2 separate regions of the Gossypium hirsutum genome follow, and region 1 is linked to region 2. Evidence: chromatin contacts called from public Hi-C data. All regions are on one chromosome and are shown on one strand. The core of a region is the stretch at or near the end of the contact, and the rest is flanking DNA. Distances in the headings are between cores, read along the strand shown.

Region 1 (4,730 bases), core at 1,412-3,911, 160 kb before region 2:
ACATGAATATGCTAGAACAATTACTTCCCTTTGACTAATGATCATTGGCATTTATGTTATAAAATGTTACGATAAGTCGTGACAATTTGAAAATTCACTAAACCAACTTTTTAAATCATAGGCTTCTCTTGGAGTCCTTATGTCTCTTAGCTACTTTGCATATATCTATGTCAAACTAACCTTAAGATCGCCTTCTCGAGCCTTACATACAGTTTATGCATGCAACAATCATCTCTCAGTATCAACATGACATGCACTATTCAAGTCTTTTGTCTTTTGTCTATTAACTATTACCTCTTCTCAGACTAAATAATAAACTCTCACCTGCCAATGCTGGCCATGCATTTATAAGTGTTAATATTAATTCTACTTGAACGAATGAATAAACATTTGTACAAGACATTCTTAACATAGAATCAAGAATCACATGTCAAAGTTTCATAATTATTCTAGCAAAAACAGAATTAAATCATAATCATTAAATTAAAAAGACAAAGATAAGTTGCAATCATGTTCATCAACACAATAACAAAATAATGAATAAGAGAAAAGGAAGATGGAATATCGAGAGGGGTTATCCATGGCTAGTACACAATAAGAAGAGATAACAACCGAATTCAGTGGTTCTTCGCAACTTTTTCTTGCTTGCTTCTCACGATAGTTATCCTCCTCTTCTAGGCATCACTCTCACCTAAATGCTATCAAGCTATTGCTTACTTGTTGCTCTCAATTTTCGGTAAGGGTTTAGCTTATTGCTTGTGCTATTTCCTCTCAAATGCTTGCCTCTATTTATACGAGTGAGTCCCTAACATCCCTTGCTATTTTTGGCATCAATTTCCCCTTGATTTTCTCCATGTTGTGTTGACCCCTTGATCTCCACAAAGCTGATTTGGTTATTCCTAAATTCAAGGCATGTGGTTGAGGTAGCTAAAGAAAAAGTCCTTGGTCGGTTTTGAGCATGTGGTGGATGGTTTGAGCTTCCTTCTCTTCTAGTGATCGATTTGGGCTCTTTTGGGTTGTCTAAGCTTGTTGATCCACTCCGTAGTTGGGTTGAGATGAATTTTGAAGTCCAAAAAAGCTAGATTGGACATCCAAATCTGTACATTCCCAAGCCCAATCTTTTAGTCCTATGTTGCGACTCTTTTTGTGCATTGCTATGACATTTGCATTAACATGCGAACTTCTGCTTTCTTTTCCCACTGAGTCTAATTACCCCCTCAAAAAGATTAAAAACCATGCGTTTAACATAATAATTAGTTAAAATAACACATTTTTATAGTATTTCTTATTATACATAATTATGAATAGAAATTATAAAAAGTGTTATCAACTACTAAGAATTTGCATAATTTATATGTTAAAAAGTGTTAAAGATAACTTTATATTCTAGAGTTATCAACATTCGAGACTTGATGAAGATAATGGAGTCAAACGAGAAAAAGATGCAAATATTAGAGGAGAATAAAAAAAAAGATGATGGAAACTATCTCCCAACTCACACCTTTTCCAAACGACATTCCTTCTCACATGTAGCTAGTAGGAAACTCTTCCACTGGAGCCACTCCTATCCAAAATGGAAACGGAGAAAATACATTCGATGTTTCTAATCCTGTGCTTCCTGTGACAACTGGCATAACCAAAACCATAAACACCAACACACCTGCCACCCACACTTTGACTGCTTCCATAGGAAAAAAATATCATCGCAACCTCCCAACTTGGATTATCCTCCTTGGTGGCACAACCCACTGAAAACCTAGGGTTTTGTCACCAAAAAAGAACTTCAAAGGTTGTTAGAATAAAAAAAAAACAAAAGCCTTAGTTTCTCCGAATTTGATCTCAAACTGTCATACCCTGCTAGGGTAACTACCAAATCAGACCCCAAGGACTACACCAGTCCTAATTTTAAGCAATTCAATGGCAAGTATGGTGATTCACATGAGCATTTGATAAAATTCGCAGAGACGTTAGGAGTTGTTAGGTTGGATGACGATTTAATGTTAAGAGAATTTTCTAAGTCTTTAACAGAGAAGGCATATACTGTTAGAGTATGCCCAAAGATCAATCATGAGATAATTATAATAACATATTTGTTTTACCTCGTTTATTAATATAAGGCATTGACATTATTATTTCAATTTCTTTTCTAGGTATATAAATAAACTGTTTTATAATAATATCCTGAAAATAATATGATTATTCTTAAAAGGTCTTTAGTCAAGTATTATTGTGGGCTTGGACAACAATAATGCATTAAGACTAACATGTAGTTGATTGATGACAAAGTGTTGTTATTGACATAAAGATATTAAAATTAATACATGAATTTATTTAAATAAACGAGTATCAAATCGAATATATTTTTTCACAAAAAAAATTGAATTTATTTAAATAATGATGAAATTAAAATTACCTAGGCAAACATTACAAATGAAATTCAATTTTGTATGTCAACATTGATGAGAATAGATTCGAGCTGACATATTATGTTATTTGTATCTTTTTAAATAATTTATTGTCAAATAAATATCAAAATATCATGTTGAATTTTACTTTTTTTTAACTAAAATTTAAAATGAAAATGTTAAAATAACATTAAATTAGTAAAGAAAATATTATTTTCAAAGATATTTCAATTTCATACCATCTCAAAAGTGAATGATTGTATTAGTAGGTCACACCTCCCACATTGGATCAGCTACGCAGAAGAATATGACAGACACAAAGATGCAGAGGATCCTAGGTGTCCATTTTCCAACGCATCAACGGTTCATTTTCTGCCCAATGGTAGACCCCACCCAAACCAAACCCTCAACTGCGCCCATCCATCATTTCTATCAATGTAACGCTAACTCCCGTTGGGTCGTAAAACAGGTGATAGACAGACGTGGTGGGTCCCCTAATTTAGACTTAATCCCAACTGGCTCCCTTATATGGATGATTATCACAACTTGTTTTCCTCCGAACTCCAACCCCACTCCTCTCTTTAAAAACTGTCTCCCCCCGCCCACCCTTTGAACTCTCCAATAAACCCACTTTCCCCATTTGTATTCCTATTGGTATCATTGTTAGCTATGGCTGACCAAACAAAGAACCCTGCCTATGTTGACCAGGTGGTACTTGCCCCTGACGTCCCACAGCAACCACCTGCTGCAGCAGTTGTGAAAGAACCACCTCAAGCTGAAACTGATGAAGAATCCGTAAATCAGAAGCCGGTCGAGAAGGCTTTAATGGAAGAGCATTTGTCAAAACACAGGTGTGATGATCAGGAAAATGTTCTTCAGTCGGGTTCTTTCAAGGAAGAGAGCACAAGGGTGGTTGATCTTCTTGATAATGAAAAGAAAGCGTTACAACAACTTAAGCAACTTGTTCAAGAAGCGCTTAACAAGCATGAGTTTGGCGGGCAACAACCAGAAGTGCCTAAAGAGGATGATGAGAAAGAATCCTCCAACGAGGAGGCAAAGGACGAAGCGGTTATTGATGATGAACCACCAAAACCAGAAACAGTAGCCGAAACTAATGATGCACCGGTAAAGGAAGATAGTATCAATCTGGTTGAAACGGAGGTCATTGAAGACAAGGTTGCTACTGCAGCTGCTGGCTCTGACACCGTGGAAGACGATGGTGCCAAGACTGTAGAAGCCATTGAAGAGAGCATTGTCTCAGTCCCTTCTTCTTCAGCTCAACCTGCAGCAGAGGCAGAGGCTTATGTGGAATCGGAAGACGAACGAAAAGGTGGTAAAGTAGAGGACAAGGTGGTGCCACCCGAGGAGATATCCATACGGGGCGTACCGCTTCTTGCAGATGAAAGGAGCGATGTCATTCTCCTCAAATTTCTAAGAGCCAGAGATTTCAAGGTGAAAGAGGCGTTTGTGATGCTGAAAAACACTATTCTTTGGAGAAAGGAGTTCGGGATTGATGAGCTGGTTGAACAAGATCTGGGTGATGATTTGAGTAAGGTGGTATTTATGCATGGTTTTGACAAGGAAGGACATCCGGTGTGCTATAATGTGTTCGGGGAGTTCCGAAACAAGGAGCTTTACGAGAAAAAAATTTCGGATGAAGAGAAGAGGCAAAATTTCCTCAGATGGAGAATCCAATTCCTGGAAAAGAGTATTCGGAAACTAGATTTTAGGCCCGGTGGAATTTGTACTATTGTTCAAGTCAATGACTTAAAGAATTCCCCAGGACCAGCCAAGTGGGTGCTTAGACAAGCTACCAAACAGGCTCTTCATTTGCTCCAGGACAACTATCCAGAATTTGTTGCCAGACAGGTATTGATTACTATGTTTAGTGTTTTTCTTTTACCAAACAGGAGGCAACTTGGATCTTGCCTATGTTCTGAATGATTGACGTTTTGGCTGGTTTTTTAGGTGTTCATCAATGTTCCTTGGTGGTACCTTGCTGTCAATAAGATGATAAATCCATTTTTGACCCAAAGAACTAAAAGCAAGTTTGTCTTTGCTGGCCCTTCCAAATCAGCGGACACCCTTTTCAGGTTGTTGTCTAAATCAAGTAGAGTTTCTTCAGTACTCCTTCCATGGTTCTACGTTTCCGTTATATATAAGAAACAAATATGTTTTGTACATTTAGGTACATCACTGCTGAACAAGTACCGGTCAAATATGGAGGACTGAGCAAAGGCAGTGAATTCGCCACCACCGAAATTGTTACCGAGATAACTGTTAAACCAGCGGCAAAACACACAGTAGAGTTTCCAGTTACTGAGG
Region 2 (4,665 bases), core at 1,400-3,899:
TTTATATTAATATTTTATTAATTTTAAATATTTTTAAAATAAAAATAAAATTTTATTATTAATATAATAATATTTAGGTTATATTAAGTTAATTTTTATATAAAAATAGAATCACAAGAACTCTTTTCTGGAAAATGACTTATGCTTTTCAAAAGGGTAAGTCATTTTACAAGAAAAATGACTTATTTTCTGTTGACCTATAAGTCATTTTCCATTTACAAGTTGTTTTCCATAAAACAAACATAGGAAAATGCATAAAATATTTTTTGGAAGTCATTTCAATGAAACAAACGGAGCTTAAGTTTAAAAGAAAGGTAGTTGTGCGCATATGCTCCTTTCTCACACCCTAAATTATATAATATAATAATAACCTAAATTAATAAAATCTTAAAATAAAAAGAGATAGCTTAATAAATACAATAAGTGTTTTAAAATTTTTGTATTGTGCACCAATGCAAGCTCTCATGTCAAATTTTTCATGCAATCTGTATATTCACTCGTTCCTTAACACATTGGACAATTATTATATCTATATAAAAAAAAAGATCGATTAAGTGTTAAATTAGGTAAAACTCATGTCCAAAATTAATTAAAATAAAAAAAATATATCAATTGAGTGCATTAATAGTTGTGGTAAGTTAAATAGTAAAGGTAGACATTTGATATCAAACCACTCTAAATCATTTGTGTCAATTTTTCTTAAGCTCTTTATTTTAAAATTTTCAAAAACTAATTCATCCCCTCTTAATATACATTGATTATAGCACATTATATTTAAAAATTAATACTTAATTTAACAAATTTAATACATTAAAATCATAATTAATTGTATCTATTATAAGTGTACACATACATATTCAATTGAACTTTAATCTCAATTATCAAAATACTTTTTATTTTTTAGAATTTAATATTTTTATATAAAATTTCTAGATTTTTTTTTACTTTTATTTAAACTCATAATAAGTGTTGAAGTAATATGTATTTAATTACACTTTAATTATAATTTAAACTATACAATTTGATCAATAAGCAATATCTTATTATGTTATTTTAAATTATTTCTTGATTAAAATTAGATTAATTCTATTATCAGGGAAAAACACAAAAAATAGATATACATGAAAAATGTAGTATACAAAGAGGTGTTATTATAAGAAAGGCCAACATGATCAATTTATTGTATAACTAAAAATAACATTATTATTTAATATATTGATGATCTCGTTCATTTATTTACACTGATTTTGTAGAGATAAAAGAAAAAGTAGAGATTGAAGAATAAAAAGTATGGTATGTACTATGTCCATATTTTAAATATTGTATAAAATACTTTTTTTAAATATTGTAAAATTACTTGATTTATGATTTGAAATTCTTTTATTAGTTATATGAAATCAAAATATTTTATTAAATAATAAAAATATAAACGTGAATATTTACATGCAACACGTGATATAAAAAATAATGTTGATAAAAAGATATAATGTCAAATTTAGCCTTCAATTTTATATCTTTTGTTAATTTGGTCATTTTTTTAAAGTTAAATTTGGCCCTCAACTTTTTAAAAGAGTCGAATTGTTGCTTTTTAAATGGAAATATTGACCAAAATGTTAAATTTTTAAGCATAGCAACCGACATGACAATCTACATGTACTTCCTATTTTTTACTTTTTATAATATTTTTATAATTTTTAAATTATTTGTTAGCATACCATATAAAAAAATATTGTTATATTAGCACGAAGTATACATAAATTATTACATAAATTATTACGCCAATATCATGAAAAAATTTAATATTTTAGAAAATATTTCTATTTAAAAAAGAGAGATGACTTTTTTTTGTTACTCGTCTCTAAGGGAAGTCGTTATTGTTTGCCTTTTGAAGCTGGCATGGAATGCCTACATCCATTATATCCATGCTATTTGGTGTGAAAAGAATGGAATGTTTTTTGGGAGAGCTCATGGCAGATACACTGCCTTTAAAGATTAAAGAAACAATTAAGATTAGACTGATGGGTAAGTGATACTGTAAATATTTAGTCTTTGTTCTAATTGGGTATTTTGAATTATAGTGATTAGGTTGAATTTGTATAGCATTTGATTTTGGTTGTTTTGTTGTTTTTTTAGCAGCTTTTAAGTAATAAAATTGCAATTTTTATCCAAAAATAAATTGATATTATGTTTAGAGACATTCCATTAATGATTTAATGGATGTGATAAAAAATTCATTGTAATAAAAAAATTGGATCTAAATAAAATAAAATAAAATAAAAACAGCTTAATGATTCAATCATCAACCGTGTAATTTACCTGGATTAATCATACCTTGGTGGAGGCGACGAATCAATCCTAAAATTCCTACCCTACGTGTACGATCATGATTTAATGATGAAAGCTCACACAAAACCTTATATGCACCGAAAACACACACCCAATTTAATTTAATTTAATTTTAATTGTTTATATTATACAAAAAAGGAAAGCAACCTTTGGACGAATTCCCGCGAGGAGCGGTATCGGTTGGGTCACATACCTTCTTTAACGGACACGAGACTCTAAGAATAACACTCAAGACAAAAGTGTATGTGGCTGCTATCTATCGTATTGCCCACATATATCACATACATTCCCTCTTCATGTTAGTTCGTGATTGGAACTCCTTTTCCCACGAAACCTGATTCCAATATATATATTTTTATTTATATTTTAAGGAGCCTTTGCTAAAACGCGGCTAATGGCTATATACGCCGAGGCCGGCATTTAGCTTTGTCATCCTTCGCCATTCTTCTTTTTCTCACGTATGCAGGAAACCAGCCCACTGTTTTATTCTTTCTTTTTATAACTATTTTTTCTTCATGCATGTAAATCCTATCAAAATCTAATTCCATTAACATTTTTTTAATATTTAAATTTTTTTTATAAATTTTGGTGATGCATGAAAGGTAAAGATTTCTTTACTTAAAGATTATCTATATCATCTGTGTTTTTCAATCAATATCTTTAATTTTGTTAATTAGAGCAATAAAAATTCAATTTTTTTCTTTCTTCTTTTTCAACAAAAAATGGAACCTGAGAGACCAAATTATGGTGCGATAATGGTTCACTTGAAAAAACCGTATTGGGTTTTCCTTATTCTTCTCTTTACATTCGTAGCTGTTCTCACTTTTCAAATCTCCACAAAAGATATCCTTCCTTTCCAATTCTTTGGCGTTACTGGATCACGTAAAACCAGCGTCACATCCGGCTCCGAACCCGTCCCCGACCCCGGAAGTTGCGCCGGGTTGTTGGGAGAGTTTCCTGAGAGAAAACATGTTATGTCGATAAAGGAATTCGGAGGAGTTGGCGATGGGAAAACCTCAAATACGGCTGCATTTTGGAAGGCGATAGTTCACATGCAACGTTTAAGTAACAAAGGCGGGGGTCAGCTTAATGTGCCCAAAGGAAAGTGGTTAACAGGAAGCTTTAATCTCACCAGTAATTTCACTTTGTTTCTTGAAGACGGTGCAGTTATTTTAGGTTCTCAGGTCAGCAATGCTCCGTTTTCACTATAACATATATATTTGATTTGATGGGTTCATTTTGGCTTCTCCAGAATTGAAGTTGGATGATTGTAGATTGTTGATTTGAACATGATACCTCCTAGTTGAAAGCTTAAATTTCTTTTTTTTTTTTTAAATCAATTTGAAAACTTAAGTTTTAAATGCATTGCTTCATGCTTTATCATCTCTGTTTGTTTGTCCGTTTCAAGTTGTTTAATTTTTTTGGTTTTGCATTTGAATTTGAAGAATTAAGTTGGACGATTAATGTGTGTCAAATATAATTTTATTTCGTAGTTTATGTTGTAGAAGAGAAAATAGAGTGGGTTACTTCGTTTATCCTGCATGAATTGTTTCTTCATTTTTTTTACCCAAATTCAAGATGTTTCTTCATTTTTCTTACCCAAATTCAAGATTTTGCTTAAGGAACATTGAGCTTCTTACCACACAACCCTCGAACCTTGGTGGTTACTCTCAGTACTTAGCTTTTCTCAAAGAATTCTTTCCCTTTTCAGGCGAAAAATAGGGATTAAAAGAACCTTGTGATAGGTGAAAGAAAGAGCAACTTTATGAATAGAAAGTGGTGCAAAGTTCAAATAGAATTTAGAAACATAGCTAGGTTTTCTCACTTTGTGTATGTCATGCTTTGAATTTGTTGTTTCTCATAGCCTTTTTTCTTTAGAAGAGAAACAAAGTTGGGTGGTGTCGATGTGCAACTTTAACTAAAGGACCCCCCCCCCAAAAAAAAAAGCATATTTTGTTCTCATTTCAGTTCAAATTTAAAGCAACAAATTTAGGTGATTTGTTTGTAAAAATTGAAACTAGATATAGGGAATCTGGTGTAAATAGGGGATCGATATTCTTTGTAAAATTGAGGAGATTGACCGTGGTGATAAAAGGTATTAGTACTGTGAATTTTGGGAACTATTGTCAGCTGACTTTATCCTTTTGAATCACGTAGAATGGCATTATCACATTAGCTGTACCAGGAAACTATAAAAAGAGCGTTCATCCCTTATGTTTGGTGTATTGAAGGAACACAAAATTGTTCTTTGAGGGCAAAACAAATTTTTTTGGAACATTAATTTGTTCTCACTTAGAAGACTTGGTTTTCTGACGGAAT

The links. Hi-C and Micro-C count contacts between places; a contact is called where the count stands out from the background.
Region 1: a Hi-C map of leaf shows a contact between it and region 2, with 1.7 times the contacts expected there. The contact joins the promoter of LOC107913583 here to the promoter of LOC107913584 in region 2. A contact is called at or near these places in 11 of 34 Hi-C or Micro-C datasets (anther, callus, hypocotyl and 2 more).

Annotation. Positions count from the first base shown.
Region 1 is chrD11:47,353,092-47,357,821 of Gossypium_hirsutum_v2.1, reverse strand. It overlaps LOC107913583 (patellin-3), which reads left to right and starts at 2,661. Exons shown (of 4, transcript XM_016842216.2): 1 at 2,661-4,274; 2 at 4,374-4,498; 3 at 4,594-4,729. The coding sequence starts at 3,075.
Region 2 is chrD11:47,192,141-47,196,805 of Gossypium_hirsutum_v2.1, reverse strand. It overlaps LOC107913584 (probable polygalacturonase), which reads left to right and starts at 2,649. Exons shown (of 5, transcript XM_016842217.2): 1 at 2,649-3,530. The coding sequence starts at 3,069.